Linked DNA regions of Mus musculus: regions 1 and 3 are each linked to region 2. The links are chromatin contacts, called in public HiChIP or PLAC-seq and promoter capture Hi-C maps. All regions are on one chromosome and are shown on one strand. The core of a region is the stretch at or near the end of the contact, and the rest is flanking DNA. Distances in the headings are between cores, read along the strand shown.

The links. Promoter capture Hi-C pulls out the DNA fragments that hold promoters and counts their contacts. HiChIP or PLAC-seq counts read pairs in DNA pulled down with a chosen protein or histone mark.
Region 1: a promoter capture Hi-C map of pre-B cells shows a contact between it and region 2, with 2.5 times the contacts expected there. The contact joins the promoter of Cybc1 here to the promoter of 2810410L24Rik in region 2. A contact is called at or near these places in 2 of 39 promoter capture datasets (the C10 cell line and pre-B cells).
Region 3: an HNF4G HiChIP or PLAC-seq map of pancreatic cancer cells shows a contact between it and region 2. The contact joins the promoter of Cep295nl here to the promoter of 2810410L24Rik in region 2. A contact is called at or near these places in 2 of 115 datasets of contacts at active chromatin or transcription factors (embryonic stem cells and pancreatic cancer cells).

What each region holds. Positions count from the first base shown.
Region 1 is chr11:121,227,982-121,232,617 of GRCm38.p6, reverse strand. Cybc1 (cytochrome b 245 chaperone 1) reads left to right here and starts at 3,309. Exons shown (of 7, transcript NM_144832.2): 1 at 3,309-3,579; 2 at 4,148-4,290. The coding sequence starts at 4,206.
Region 2 is chr11:120,188,043-120,192,460 of GRCm38.p6, reverse strand. 2810410L24Rik (RIKEN cDNA 2810410L24 gene) reads left to right here and starts at 2,605. Exons shown (of 3, transcript NR_030682.1): 1 at 2,605-3,021; 2 at 3,785-3,972. It also overlaps Gm9734.
Region 3 is chr11:118,339,996-118,344,579 of GRCm38.p6, reverse strand. It overlaps Cep295nl (CEP295 N-terminal like), which reads left to right and starts at 2,046. Exons shown (of 3, transcript NM_021440.2): 1 at 2,046-2,267; 2 at 2,907-3,003. All of the region lies in intron 1 of Timp2 (tissue inhibitor of metalloproteinase 2), which reads left to right.

The DNA of each region.
Region 1 (4,636 bases), core at 2,060-4,559, 1.0 Mb before region 2:
TTCAGTCACAATCAGAAAATACAAATAGAACAGATTTTATTTTTATCATCAGCCCTATAACTCCAATTTAAAGAACCTAAAGAATGTCTCCTCCAAAGCAAACACATTTATTACATGACAGCCTGCTTTTTGGCTGGCAATGTTTGCAGTTTTAAAGCACTCCAGACAAACAAAATATCTGAACTGGTCTTTTTATTAATAACAAATACTAATACCTAACTTCTTTTATTACTTCATCACCTATGCTATAAAGTAGGAAAAATTTATTTTAGTCAACCTATGTTACTTACTGAGTTAGTTCTATTCCTCCAAGGGTGTATCCTGTACAACCCCCTATCTTTAAACTTCATTTTCAGAAAGCTCTAAGCATACTGTAAAGGGAGGCCTTGAATGTAACCTATTCTCCTGGCCAGTCAGAGTTTGTCAGTTGTCTCGGTTTACCCTGCACCAATTACACTGTTTGAGTTAGCTCAGGGGGTGATACACCAAGAAGTTTCCTGCAGTAATGGTCTTATCTAATTATGTGTTTATCTGTGTTTTAATGGTCTCCAGAGCATAAGGAAGGCTTACGCATACAGCCAGATAAGGTTAATTTTAGAATTTTCCTAAGAGAGACTGGAATATAATTTTTCTCAGGAAAAGACACAAAGTGAATCATAATGCAGAAAGTCCCCAAGGATGCAGCACACAGAGACCAAGCCTCAAAGGTGACAGAATGGCAGTGATCACAGCATTCAGCTCAGCTCAGCTCAGCAGGAACTGTGTCAAGCAGCTGTGCTGGCTTTGTGACTGTCACTGTTTCCAGTCGATGTGGCTGTGCCAGAGCTTTCCAGGGTGGAGATTTCCAGGGTGGGGATTGGTGAGGTTTCAGTTCAAGCCCAGGGATTGGTGGGATTTCTAGTTTAGGGATTAGTGGTTTTCATGCTCAGGAATTGGTGGGGTTTGATAGAGTTTTCAAACCCAGAAGTCGGCTTGGATCTTTTGGCCTACAGGTACAGGCAGAGGTGTCACCTACAACAAACCTATTAGGGGAAATAAATTATTGCTAGACTGTGTGATCTCCAAAGTTAAGTGTTTTTTAAAAATTAACTAAAAGCAGCTAGATATAGTGACACACACCTTTAATCCCAGCACCTAAGAGGCAGAGGCAGGAGGACTCTGAGTTGGAGGCCTGCCTGGTCTACATAGTGAGTTCTAGTGTAACAGGGCCCCAGGCCTTAGCACAACTGACTCACGATGGAGGTACCATTCAAGCTGTAATCTCGGCACACAGCACAGTCATGGCTAACATTATGTTCATGGCTAACGCTAATGTTATGTTTACAGTTTAAAATCTCTGGGCTTTTTGAGAACTGCAAAGCAAAATTAGACTTCCAAATGTTAAGGGCTGTTAAAGGTTACTTTTTAAATTTCTGTTTCTGCTTCGGTAAATAAAGCTTGTTTTGCATAAGAGGACCTTCTGCTTGTACTAGCACAGAATGTAACTTGTGGTTTTTGCCTTTATAAACCCCTGACTGAGGTGACTGGGGACTGCATTCAGGAATTCCGAGTCCTGGGTGTAGACCTGGTGCCAGTCTATAAATAAAAGCCTCTTCTTAAACTGGGCAGTTCCCAGCACTCAAGAGACAGAGGCAGGTAGATCTCTGTGTATTTGAAGCTAGCCTGGTCTACAGAGTGAGTTCCAGGACAGCCAGGTTTTGAAAAAAAAAAAAAAAAAAAGGAGAGGGAGAGATAAAGAGAAAGAGAAAAAAAGAAAAAAAAAGAGAATAAATCCAGCTTTAAACTGAGTATAGCAGCGTGTGCTTTTAATTCTAGCACTCGCAAGACAGATTGGGCCAGATCCCAGAGTTCCAGGCCAACCAGAAATACATGCACACACTCACACACGCACATCATACAGACAAGCAAAAACAACAAAAAACAGGGATCGAGAGTTGGCTCAATAGTAAAGAGTACTAGCTACTTTCCCAGAGGTCCTGAGGTTCAATTCCCAGCAACCACATGGTGGCTCACAACCATTTGCAATGGGATCTGATGCCCTCTTCTGGTGTGTCTGAAGACAGCTACAGTGTATTCCTATACATAAAATAAATAAGTAAATATTAGAGAGAGACTGCCTCATCCAGTTTTCTCAGTATATACTGTAACTATAAATTGACAAAACTTCAAGGGTCATGCTGTGTACTTTTATAAAGTCATTATAAAATTAGGAATCCCATAACAAGTAGATCTAAAGAGAACGGTAAAGTAATGGAAATCTCTGCTCCAGCATGCCGTCCTAGCACCCACAGATCATCGTAGGTATGTTGGAGGCAAACTACAAAATAGGAACATGTGATCCAGGTTTTACGTCACTAGTTATTGTGTGTTAGGTCTGAAAGAAACCGGGGACAAATGGCTAACTGAGGTGCCTATTGACCATCAAAGTAGATGATGGCCATGCTCTCAGCAAGTACCTGTTACAGAGTCCTGACTCCTCAGCTCTTGCCCACTACCCTAGACCTCTCTAACCCTGCCCAAGCCCCTGCCTTCCCTTCCCTTCCCTCCCCTCAACTCCCCTCCCCTTCCCTTCCCTTCCCTCCAACTTCTCTTTGCCTATAAAACCCAGACATCGTGACTACGTGCTGACATCTGACATCGTGACTACGTGCTGTCTGCCCTCTTGGTCTTTTGTCTCCATCTCGCCTCTCTTCATCTCTTACTCTGCCCCTCTCTCTTTCCTCTCATGGCTCTATTCTGCTGGACATGTTCAACCAGACGCTTCCATATGTGCTTTCCCTCACATTTACAATAAGAAACTCGTCAACAATACCTAGGAGTGGCCATGTCCCCACTTTCATTTATTGTGCATCTTTTGTTAGATTGACCTCGGGTAGTCAGATCATGTTTGCTATACCTTAGGCATCTGGTGAATATGACCTCTTATCATTTCCTGAAAATTACAGATCTAGCCAGGAGGCGGTGGCACACACCTTTAATCCCAGCATTCGGGAGGCAGAAGCATGAAGATCCCTCTGAGTTCCAGGCCAGCCAGAGCTACACAGAGAAACCTTGTCTGGAAAACCCAAAAAACCCCCCAAAAACAAACAAACAAAAAAACCCAATCCAGATCCACTCACTCCCCAGGCTTCTAAACCACGCCCATATCCTGCTTAACTAGGAAACCTCCTTGAGTGACATCTTTCTTGGTTGGCCAAGGGGCTAAATTCAGGTGCCCTACCTGTCCCTGTCCCCAGGAGTGTGAAGCACAAAGGCACAACCCCCGACTGCGTAATCACTCAGTCTCCACCCCTGGGAGGTTCCCACCCAGCTCTTATCCCGGAAGTCTGCGGAACAGAAGTCCGGAAGTTCGAGGGGCTGTTCTCTCCCACTCATTCTCCTACAAGTCCCTCGTTGTCCGCATAGGTGCGTGTCCTACAACTTTTCGGGTTCCGACCCGCCGAGCCCTGTGCGGGTCATCGCTTGCGGATCTGGACCAGGCGCAAGGCAAATTGAGGAAGCCGGGCGTGTGCACTCCGGAGGAGGAGCCAGCGTAACGGGCCGCTAGTGGAGCTTGTTGGTAACTGAAGCCAGAGGGAGGCAAGTTATGTGCCTAACTAGGATTCTTGAGGATGTAGGGTATGAAGCTTGATTGCCCCTGGGAATCCAAGGAGCCACTCAGAACTGGGGCCTTGGGTGTTAATCTCCAGACGTCCTGCCGCAGTGTCCCATTAATTCGGCGCATTTGGGCCATTGTTAGGTAGTCTGGCGTCAATAACAGGGATCTGACAGCTTATGAATGTAGAGACTCATACACGATGGTACTTTCACTTCCCGTTCTTGGTGGGAAGAGTTGTTTCTGGAAGATTCGGGTAAGGTGCCGGAAGCCTGAGTTGTGTGTGTGTGTGTCGGGGCGGGGGAGGGGGAGGGGGCTTACTAATGGAACAACTTAAAGATAAGAGTTCAGTCAAGAAAAGGGTTCACAAGACTGGGGGCTTGGAAGTGAGTTCAGACCAACACCAAATTTGTGAGCTGTGTAGCCCCGATGCCCATACATAATTGTGAGTTAAGTGGGCTCATAAGAGAAAGGTGTTCGGGGTCTGCTGTGGACCTTCCCCTGGCCTCCTGACTGGACTAATGAGGTGCTGCCTATGTGCACTGGTTGCAGGCTTCAGTTGTGTTTTTCCAAGCCTGGTCGGCTGTGCAGTAGAGCCCAGGTTCCAAGAATGTATATGCAGGTGGAGACACGCACCAGCACCCGCCTCCATCTGAAGAGGGCTCCAGGCATCCGGTCTTGGTCCCTGCTGGTCGGTAAGGCTTCCCACCCCCCACCCCACCCCCAATCTAAAAAGCGACGTAAACAGCTTCTTTGTGTTCTATTAGAGGTTCTCAATACAAGGCCTTGATAAAGCATGTTTCATTAACCCTCAGGGTGCCTTTTCTTTCAGATGGCATGCAGGACCGACCCCCTTGCATGCTAGGCACACTCTAACACTGAGATACCCTCCCTGCCTTGCAAGCTGGGCACACTTCTTTAACACTGAGATGCCCTCCCAGCCTATCTGCTTTTTATGAGGTCACTATAGTTTTCCTTCTGTGTGACAGGTGATCATGGGTTCCCATCTTTCCTCTTCCCTGGCTCAGACCTCTTCATAAG
Region 2 (4,418 bases), core at 1,356-3,855:
GAGGGAGCCATATTGCCAAACCCAAAGTCAGGAGGACGGGCAGGGCTCCTTACACTTGTAGTAAAGAAGTAGACATGAGCCGTTAATCCCTGCGCTCAGGAGGCAGAGGCAGGCGGATTTCTGAGCTCGAGGCCAGCCTGGTTTACAGAGTGAGTTCTAGGTCAGCCAGGGGTACACAGAGAAACCCTGTCTCGGAAAACAAAACAAAACAAAAACAAAAAAGAAGTAGATATGAAATCAAGAACTAGGCTCAGATACTTAAGATAAATTTAAACTAAATTAACTAAGTTTAATTGCCTGAACACACATTCTCTGGGAATAGACAGCACAAGCCAAGCCCAAGATTTCTTGTGAAAAGAATGGCCAGGGTCCTTCAACTTCTGCAGAGGTCAGAAGAGGACACCAGATTCTCCTGGGACTGGAGTTACAGACAGTTGTGAATCACAATGTAGCTACTGAGTCTTTATGAGCACTGACTGCTCTGCCAGAGGTCCTGAGTTCAATTCCCAGCAATGGGGTCTGATGCCCTCTTCTGGTGTGTCTGAAGAGAGCAATGGTGTACTCCTATACAATGTAACTACTGAGACTCAAACCCAGGTCCTCTGCAAGTGCTAGACAAGTGCTCTTAATCACCGAGCCAATTCTGCAGCCAGGGCCAGTGGTTCTAACTTGTGCTGCTCTGTACTGTTCAGTGCTCCCATCAGTGTTCCCATCCAGTAGTCCAGTCTCTATGCACTGGGCCTCCTGTGCTGCTGAGAACCTCAGTGGAGGCTCTAAGGCCAAGAGAACTCCTTCACATATGACTCTCCAGGGCATCTGCTTAGTTTCAGTCCACTGAGCACAGCCCAGGAAGAGATTGTCTCCACAGACTCCCACCCATCACCCTGACAGAGATCCCAGAATTCCACAGTTTCCTCTGAGAGGCTCTCCTTGGAGCCCTCCTGCCGGCCAGCAGTTTCCCTCCCATGCTCCCTCTTGCAGGAGCAGTGCCCTGACTTGTCTCCCAGGCACTCTTCTTGTTCTCTAGTTGTAATGGATTTTAAAACTTTTCTATCATTTCTAGGGCTTGAGGGTGGGAAGAGAGGCTATTAGGAATTATCTTGACCACTATCTTGATTCAATCCCTCTTGGTCTAAAAAAAAAAAATCAGTTTGTGTCCACCCTGGGGTGCTTAATCCCTGGGAGCTGAACTTCAAGGTCGATTTGATCACCACGTCTGTGGTTTGCAACCATAGCCGGACAAGTCCTAGATCCTGAGTGCTGCAACTTGCCCTTCAGTTAGCTACAGGCCCTCTCAGGATCCCTGGACTTCTGAAAAGAGGAATTTCAAAACAGAGCCATAAAGGTGGCTGAGTACTGCCTTCAGCAACAGGGAATTAGATGTTAGCTTCTGTGACAACCTCCTGGGAGATGCTGGGATTGATAGCGCTCAGGTGGAGCCCTGCAAATCCAGGGTTGTAATGTACCTCATTTACCTCCGGGGCTCATTTTACCATCGGCGGCACCAGATTACAGCCCCTACATCAGGTGGTTGTTTTCCTTTTCTTCTTGGTTTGCGGATTTCACTTGGAGCCAAGATGCAGAAAGGGAGAAAAGGTTGGGAAACACCTCCAGGTCTGAGACCAGGACAAGGCGGTGAACTCAAGAGGAGACACCTGCCTGCTCCTGTAGGTATGGCTTGGCTCTTGTTTGTCTCCTGCACTTGCTGCCCTGGCGTGGCTTGGGGCACACTTGAGATGTATCTTTCCCTGTCTGTCTGGGGCAAGCCAGCAACAGCTCTCTGGCCGTGGTCCACTTTAGCCTGAATATTTTTCAGCACTCGATATTTCTCCGCTCAGAAAGCAAATGAGTCGCTGCCCACTAAGGTGGTCCTGGGGCAGTGGCCCCCAATCCTGTAGTCCTTCCTGAGAGGGCCTATGCACCTCTGCCCCTGAACTCAGAGACGCCTTGAAAGCTGAACATCACATTATTACCACTCGATCTCAGAGAACCTTCCTGACTTCTGGGGATGTTGCACACCCTGAATTTCAAAGTTCAAGGCACTGCGTGTCCCGGGTGCAAGGGGCCATTCTAAAATCAAATCCCCTGGGGCTTCCTCTCCCTAGAGTCCAGATATGATTCCCTTACACTTCCTTCCGGATTTGGGGGCATCTTTCCAGATAGTGGAAAGGAATCCAAAATTTGTAATTCCACGGCGGAGCCAGCTCGAAGCTGCAGACACTCTCGGCCTCAGAGCCCAGATCCTGAAAAGCTTACCAGTTTACCGTATCTTCTCGGGGAAATAGACCCTCCTCTTCGGCCACACCTCCTGGATCATCTATTGGCCAACCTGAGCACCGCCCACGCGATGCCATTGGTTTGCACCGGCTGCCCAGACAAAGGGAGCGGCCGCTGCGGGAGGCGATGGGGCGGGGCTAGGCGGAGGCGCTGGGGCAGGCGGGGACGCTGCCCTCATGGAGGCGGGGCGGGGGCCTCCACGTGGGTGGGGCTGGGCGCCCTCCCCACCCCCACGAGGGCCGCGGCCGTGGGGCGCTGGTAGCTCTCCCGCCCCTCCGCCCTGCACCCCTCCCGCCCTAGGGCTCTTTCCTGGACTGCGGCTGCAGCCTTCTCTTCCCGGAGGGCTCAGAGTTCGTCCCCTTTTCGCGATTGGGAACGTGGACACGCCGGAGCCTGGATGCAGAAGGGCGCGCGGGAACAGGGAGCTGGTGCGCGAGCCGCAGCCCAGCGTCCAGGCCGCCCCACTCTCTGCTGATCCAAAGGACTAGGGAAACCCTGCGCGCCGACGGTGGCCTGGACGTTGGCGCGGGCCCTGGCGCTAAAAAACGGATCCCATTTCCAGAAAGGCGGGCCGGGTATCCCGCTCCTGCCTCCTGGAGAATTAGCTCGGCGGAGGTCGACCAGCCGGGTAGGGAGGGAGGGATGGAGGGACAGGCCTAGGGTCGACCAGCCGGATAGGGAGTAGCTTCTGGGAGCTCCCTTGCCTACGGAGGGCCGGTGAGGCTGCCCTCAGAGCGCCGCCAGGTACGTGCTTTTTCCTTGTTTCCCGCGCGCCCAGAGCACACTCTGGGGAGGGAAGGAATAAAAACCCAGCTGGTGTGTAGGAGATTTTCGCACCAAACGTGTCTTTCTGAGGGGTCCTGGGACGGTAGCCGAACTCGGGGTAGCCTCCTGAGCTGTATTCTGGAATCCCTACTGGGCTCTCCACCACCCGTAAGACGGGCTTGGAGCCAGTTCCTGTGGAAATGCGCGTCACTTTCTTCAGAGGCCCACGAAATTCATCCAGGACTCCATGGGTACTACAGCAAGATGGCTCTGTTTCGAAGTGGTTCATACAGTTATCCCCCAACCCGGAAACCTAGAATTCTCGTTTTCTGAACCGGGATGTTTACTTTAGGGAAACCTGGTCTTGGCTTCTGCTGCGCGCCGGGTGTCTAGGAACGAATCCCTCCTGGATCCGGGAACCCCAGATTTGCGGGGTTAGGAGATACCCTCAGAGTTGTGGTTTTTTGTTGGTGGTGGTTTGTTAAGAGCCTGGTAGCTGAACTGGAGCGGGCCCCGTCCCCTCCCCCATACCCACTTCAAACAAAAGAGCTCCTCCGAGAATATTTTTTAAGGGGAAAGCGCTTCTGAATGTGGACCCTCAGTTCTCCCCGCCCCCCGTTCCGAGGAAGGACAAGGGTTTTATATGTGTGTTTAAAACAAAGGCGAAGCTAGACGCGAGTTGCCGGGAAAGGGCCGCTTTTATTTTAAAGTTCTTGAAGAATTCACTTTCTTTTCTCCCAAGTTAGCTGCAGCTGAGCCAGAAGCGTCCCCACTGGCTTACCCGATAGTGGGATTTTACACGGTGTCGGCTAAGGGTGGCTTTGTGAGAAGACCATTTCAGAAGAAGAAACGGGGCTCTGGCTGGTGGGGTAGAAACCCCTATGGAATGAAAAGTACTCCCAGTCTCTTTGAGGAAGATTGCAAAGTAAGGTGGGTTGTTTTTCTTTTGTCCCATCCTTCCCACCCCTTAAATTAGAAGAAAAGGCCCCCAAGCGTGCAGCACCAGGTGGACGTTTGGAAGCTGCGAGTGGAATCTCGTTTAAAAACTTCCGGCCCCACGCACACCAAGTATCCATCTTCGTCGTAGTTGGGGTGAGGAAGAGTGTGACTTCCCTACCCAGAGTCTGGTTGAGCACGGATCCCGCCGAGGAGAGAAGGGTCCCGGCCGGGGGGAAGGTCCCTCTTTCTGGGACAAAGCGATCCTTAATTGTGGCCACCTTCCAAAGTCCGGGGCGAATTCGCTACGCGCGTCTGCCCGGGCGGCGCTTGGTGGGTAGTCCCGCTTCCACCAAAACTCTGTGTTTCCTTTCTCTCAAAATAAAACTCAACAAGCCATAAAGCTTCCGACGCCGGTGGAGAAGGCGCCGCGGATTTAT
Region 3 (4,584 bases), core at 797-3,296, 1.8 Mb after region 2:
CATGTGTGTGCCAACGTGCATATGTATATTAACGTGCCAGCAATTAATCTATAGTACCATGCCCTAGGAGTCCTACACCTTGTTTTTTTGAGACAGTGTCTCTCACTAGGCTAGTCTAGATGGCCATTGAGTCCCCTGGGGAATCCCCAGTCTCCCTCTACCCAATGTGGGGATTACAAGAGCTTGCCACTATTCCTAGCTTCTCTGTCTCTGTCTCTCTCTGTCTCTCTGTCTCTCTCTCTGTCTCTCTCTCTGTCTCTCTCTCTCTCTCTCTCTCTCTCTCTCTCTGTGTGTGTGTGTGTGTGTGTGTGTGTGTAAGACCCGGGGGCTCATTGGTTAGGCAGGGTTGGCTGTCCAGTGACTCCCATGAGATTCACTTCTTGTCTGAACCGTCTCAGCCCAGGGATTGCAAGCATGAGCCTCCAAACCCCCAACCCACCCCAGTTTGATGCTGAAGGTCAAACTTAGGTCCTCATGCCAACTCAGCAAGCACTTTCTCAGACTGAGCCAGCACCTCTCCAGCTTGCTGGTTGGATTAATATAGAGCTTGGGGTCTCTGGGAACAGCAAGGGAGGTGTCAGGAGAGCCAAGAAGGCCAGGGCCAGGGGTGGCAGCATCACCTTCATTCCAGAACAGACCCAGTGAGAACAATCATGGAAACCGAGAGCACTGAGCCTGCTGGGGCAGGCTGAAAGAGCCACCTGGCAAAAGTGCCAGCATATTCTAGAAGCCTCTCTCCAGGGACTTTTCTCTTGCTGAAGGTTTGATGTAAGACCAGGAAGAAGAAGATGAAAGAGACAGAAAGATCAACCCCAGGGCTCTGTTTGTGAGTTCTCCAGAGAAACAGAATCAACAGAGAGAAGGCCCGGGCTTTGGAGTGGGAATGGGGCTCCCACAGTTTGAAAGAGCCCACACTGGTATCTGCAGACCAGAAAGCAGTGGTGTGATTTCATCTGTGAGTGGGGGTGGATAGTCTCTAGAGAGCAAAGGACAAGGGACCAGGAGGAGCCCAGATGGCTGGAGACAACAGATATTCATTCACACCCGACATCGTCTGGATCCCCAAGCTTGGACACCCGTAGCCCAAGCAGTATGATTCAAAGTTAATCCCATGCAGAAACACCTCCACATTTACCAGCTCGCTGGGTGTCCCTTAGTTCATTAACCAGCTGAGTATTCCCCGGTTCAGTCAAGTTGACACAGAAAATAAACCATCACAAGAGTGTGAGAAAGGGGACCGGAAAAACAGAGGCGGCTTTCGTGGAGAAAGTTCCTCGTGTGGGGATAACGCATATGCTGGTCCAAGTCAGTGGGCAGTGGCTTTTCCAGGGGCTCATTCCATCCGGCCACAGCCTTTGGTTCCAGGTTCAGCTCCTCTCATCTTGCGTTCTCCACAGCTCGGCCTGCCCTGCCCTTTACTTTTCCTCGATAGGAGGAACTTTAAGCTTGACTCTTTACGAAGCCACCTTCCCCAAAGTAAACCCTCAGTGGTCTTACTTTTAGAGGATGCTCCAGCACAGTCAAGGATGTCTAGCTTTGAGGTCTAAGGAGGTTTAAGAATGAACGAGGAGCCGGAGCTAGGATTCTTTCTTCTCCTGCCTCAGTCAGCTTCTCAGAGCTGTTGGGAAGTAGCCCATACCCTCTGCCCGAGTCCAGCCAGCTGCTGTCTCTGCACGAAGAGGGATGGGAAGCGCCTGTCCTTGAGATCTTTACGTATGTTTGTCCTCTTAATGTTCTGACAGCTGGGGTGGGAGAGCACAGCCTGAGGAGGTCGTGATGCTGCCAGTCTGAGGGGAGGGAGCACTCCTCCAGGCTGTGGCTGTGAACTGAGGCTTTCTACATTGCTCATCAACACCTCTTCAAACAGACTGCTTTCAAAAAGCTCACAGTCCCTGCCACTTGAGACAAATCTCTGATTGCTTTTCTCACCTGGAAACTTGTCCTCTGGCTGGCCTGTCTCTGTATCTGACCTCACCCCTGAGGTGATGTCACAGCACCACAGCTCTGCTGTTCCCATGGCAACAGCCTCCCTTGGTTAACCAGACAGGGCAGACAGGGCTGCTGGCAGAGGTGGGGAGTGGTAATTCCACCTAACCTGGGTCAGTGACCCCTGAAACCCCACTTGGACCACCTTAGGACAAGATTGCGGTGTCTGCCCCTTCTCCGCTGGGAGGGGGGGTCTTTTGTGCCGGCTGTTGGGGGAGAACGTGTGACCAGGCCACGTGACCTGATGCAGATTTAAAAGTCCGTCTTACCAGCAAGAATAGGTGCTGACAGCGGGGGGCTGGGGGTGGGAAGACAAGATGCTCTGAGGAGTGGGAGGTGTCATGACATTAAGAATGGCAGCTGGGTGCCCCTGAGCTGGCTAGGGACTTGGAAAGGTGGTGAACACCACCCCTATATTTAGTAAGGCCCCACCTGCATCAGCCACAAGTGCCCCTCTTGATTGGTGGATGCCTGAACCCTGAGGTCAGAGGGCAGCTTACCACAAGGTCTGTCTGCGGGGATCTGAGCTTGTTCCTCACCCCCTCAACTGGCTGCCCTGCTCTCCTGGTAGAGCATGGGGGAATGGTCAGATGTCCGCGTGTAGCCCCACCCCCAGAATCTGGGTGAGAAAGGGGCTGTGAGCTTGGCTAAGACATACTTTGCCACGCCTTCCCCAGGAGAGATTCTGACACCACTTCAAAAAAAACAAAAAACAAAAACGCAGCCCAGCGCCTTTAGGAATGACCTTTCTCTGGAACTTAGCTGAGGGAGGAGGGGCCAGAAACGGGCCATGAGGCCGCGTACTGTGTCGTAGAGTATAGAGAAATGGGGTTAGAAACATCTCTGATGTTTATTTCACCTGGGCTTGGCTTGGATGCCTCCAGTGATGGGTGTCTCATTGCCTACCCAATGATTTTAAGACAGCTCCATAGAAAGTGCCTCCTTTCACCCGGCCAGCCTTTGCCTCCCTGTAATGTGTCCTCATTGGCCTGGCTCAGTCATCTGGAGACGCATACCGTAAGTACCACCCTCTCCCCACATAACTGGCCGAGCATCTGGGTGGTCCTCACAGCGATGGGAGAAACTGCTGTCACTCACTTCACAGATGAGGGGCTGAGATAGCATTGATCACCACCTCTCTCTGGGCGCACAGTGTACCACCTGCCCTCCTCCCAGATCCTCCAGCCCTGCAGAGGTTTCTGCCTTTTGTCATTGTCCTGAGATCTTGCTAGCATTCCTGGCCTCTTCTCTCCTTTCTCAGAACCATCTGGGAAGAAACTCTTTGCATGTCCGACTCTCCCTTGCTCTGCTGACATTTAGTCTGGCTGTTGTTACTCAAGCATCTATACATTTCTTATTATCTGGTATATTCCTAGCCATTTCAACACTTAAATGTGCTCCCCTGCGCCCCGCCCCGCCTTGCCCCGCCCCCAAAAGGGTTTCTTTGTGTAGCCCTGGCTGTCCTAGAACTCACTCTGTAGACCAGGCTGGCCTCGAACTCAAAACTCTCGCTGCCTCTGCCTCCTGAGTGCTGGGACTAAAGGCATGTGCTACTGGGCTTGGCTGTCACACTTTCGATTTGTTGGTTGGGCTTTGTGACACCAGAGGCCCACATCAGGTGTCTTCCTTGCTTCCGTATATATCGAGACAGGATCTCTCACTGAACCTGGAGCTCACCAACTTGGATACCCTGCCTGGCCAGTGAGCACTAGGGCTCCCCCAGTCTCTGCCTCCCCTATAGTGGGGTCACGGGCATGAGCTGCTGAGCTCAAGTATTTTGCATGGGAGATCTGCACTCAGGTCCTCTTGCTCACACAGTAAGAGCTTTGCTGACTGAGCCACTTGCTCAGCCCCTCATTGTGCCTTGAAAATGATTATCCCGTGACCTTGTCACAGACACTTCTCATCCCTTTGACATCACAGACCCCAGTCTGCCCATCAGCTTCCTGGACCTTAATGTTGTCTTTACCTTCAACATTGGCCTGAGCTCCCTTCAAGCCAGGTGCTGTTCTCAGTGACAGAGGCCATATCATATGCTGCTGAGACACCCTGACTGTGGAGACAGTCTGTGGAGACTGAGGGCCCAGCAGCCACATCACCGAAATGCCTCTCTTTATGTCTGAGCCCGGGATGTCTGGGCTGTCCAGCAGAGGATTAGATTCTTCTCAGACTGTGGACAGAAATCACCCTGGGGCTCTGAGTGGCCGTGTGGCTCCCAGCCACAAACAGTGCTTGGGTCTCCCAAGCCCCCATACTCTGACTGATGGAATGGGTGAGATTTGCTTGTCTTCCTTTTGCATTCTGTCCTGTCAGGTTTGACCGGGGATACAAGCTGTTGAAAGAAAATCTTTGTGATCCGGGACTGGTGGCACAAGGCCTGTAATCCTAGCACTGACGAGGCCGAAGGAGGAGGATCGCAAGTCGTAGGCTAGCCTACAGTGAGACCCAATATCAACAGAAACCACACAAGAGCCGCCCAAGCTGGAGACTTGCAGCTGATTTTCTGTCTGTCTTGTGGGTCACCAGTGCCCTATGGGTGTTGTGTTTTAGGATGAGCGAACTTGGAGTCAAAAGCTTGGGTCCCTGACATGGGCCAGG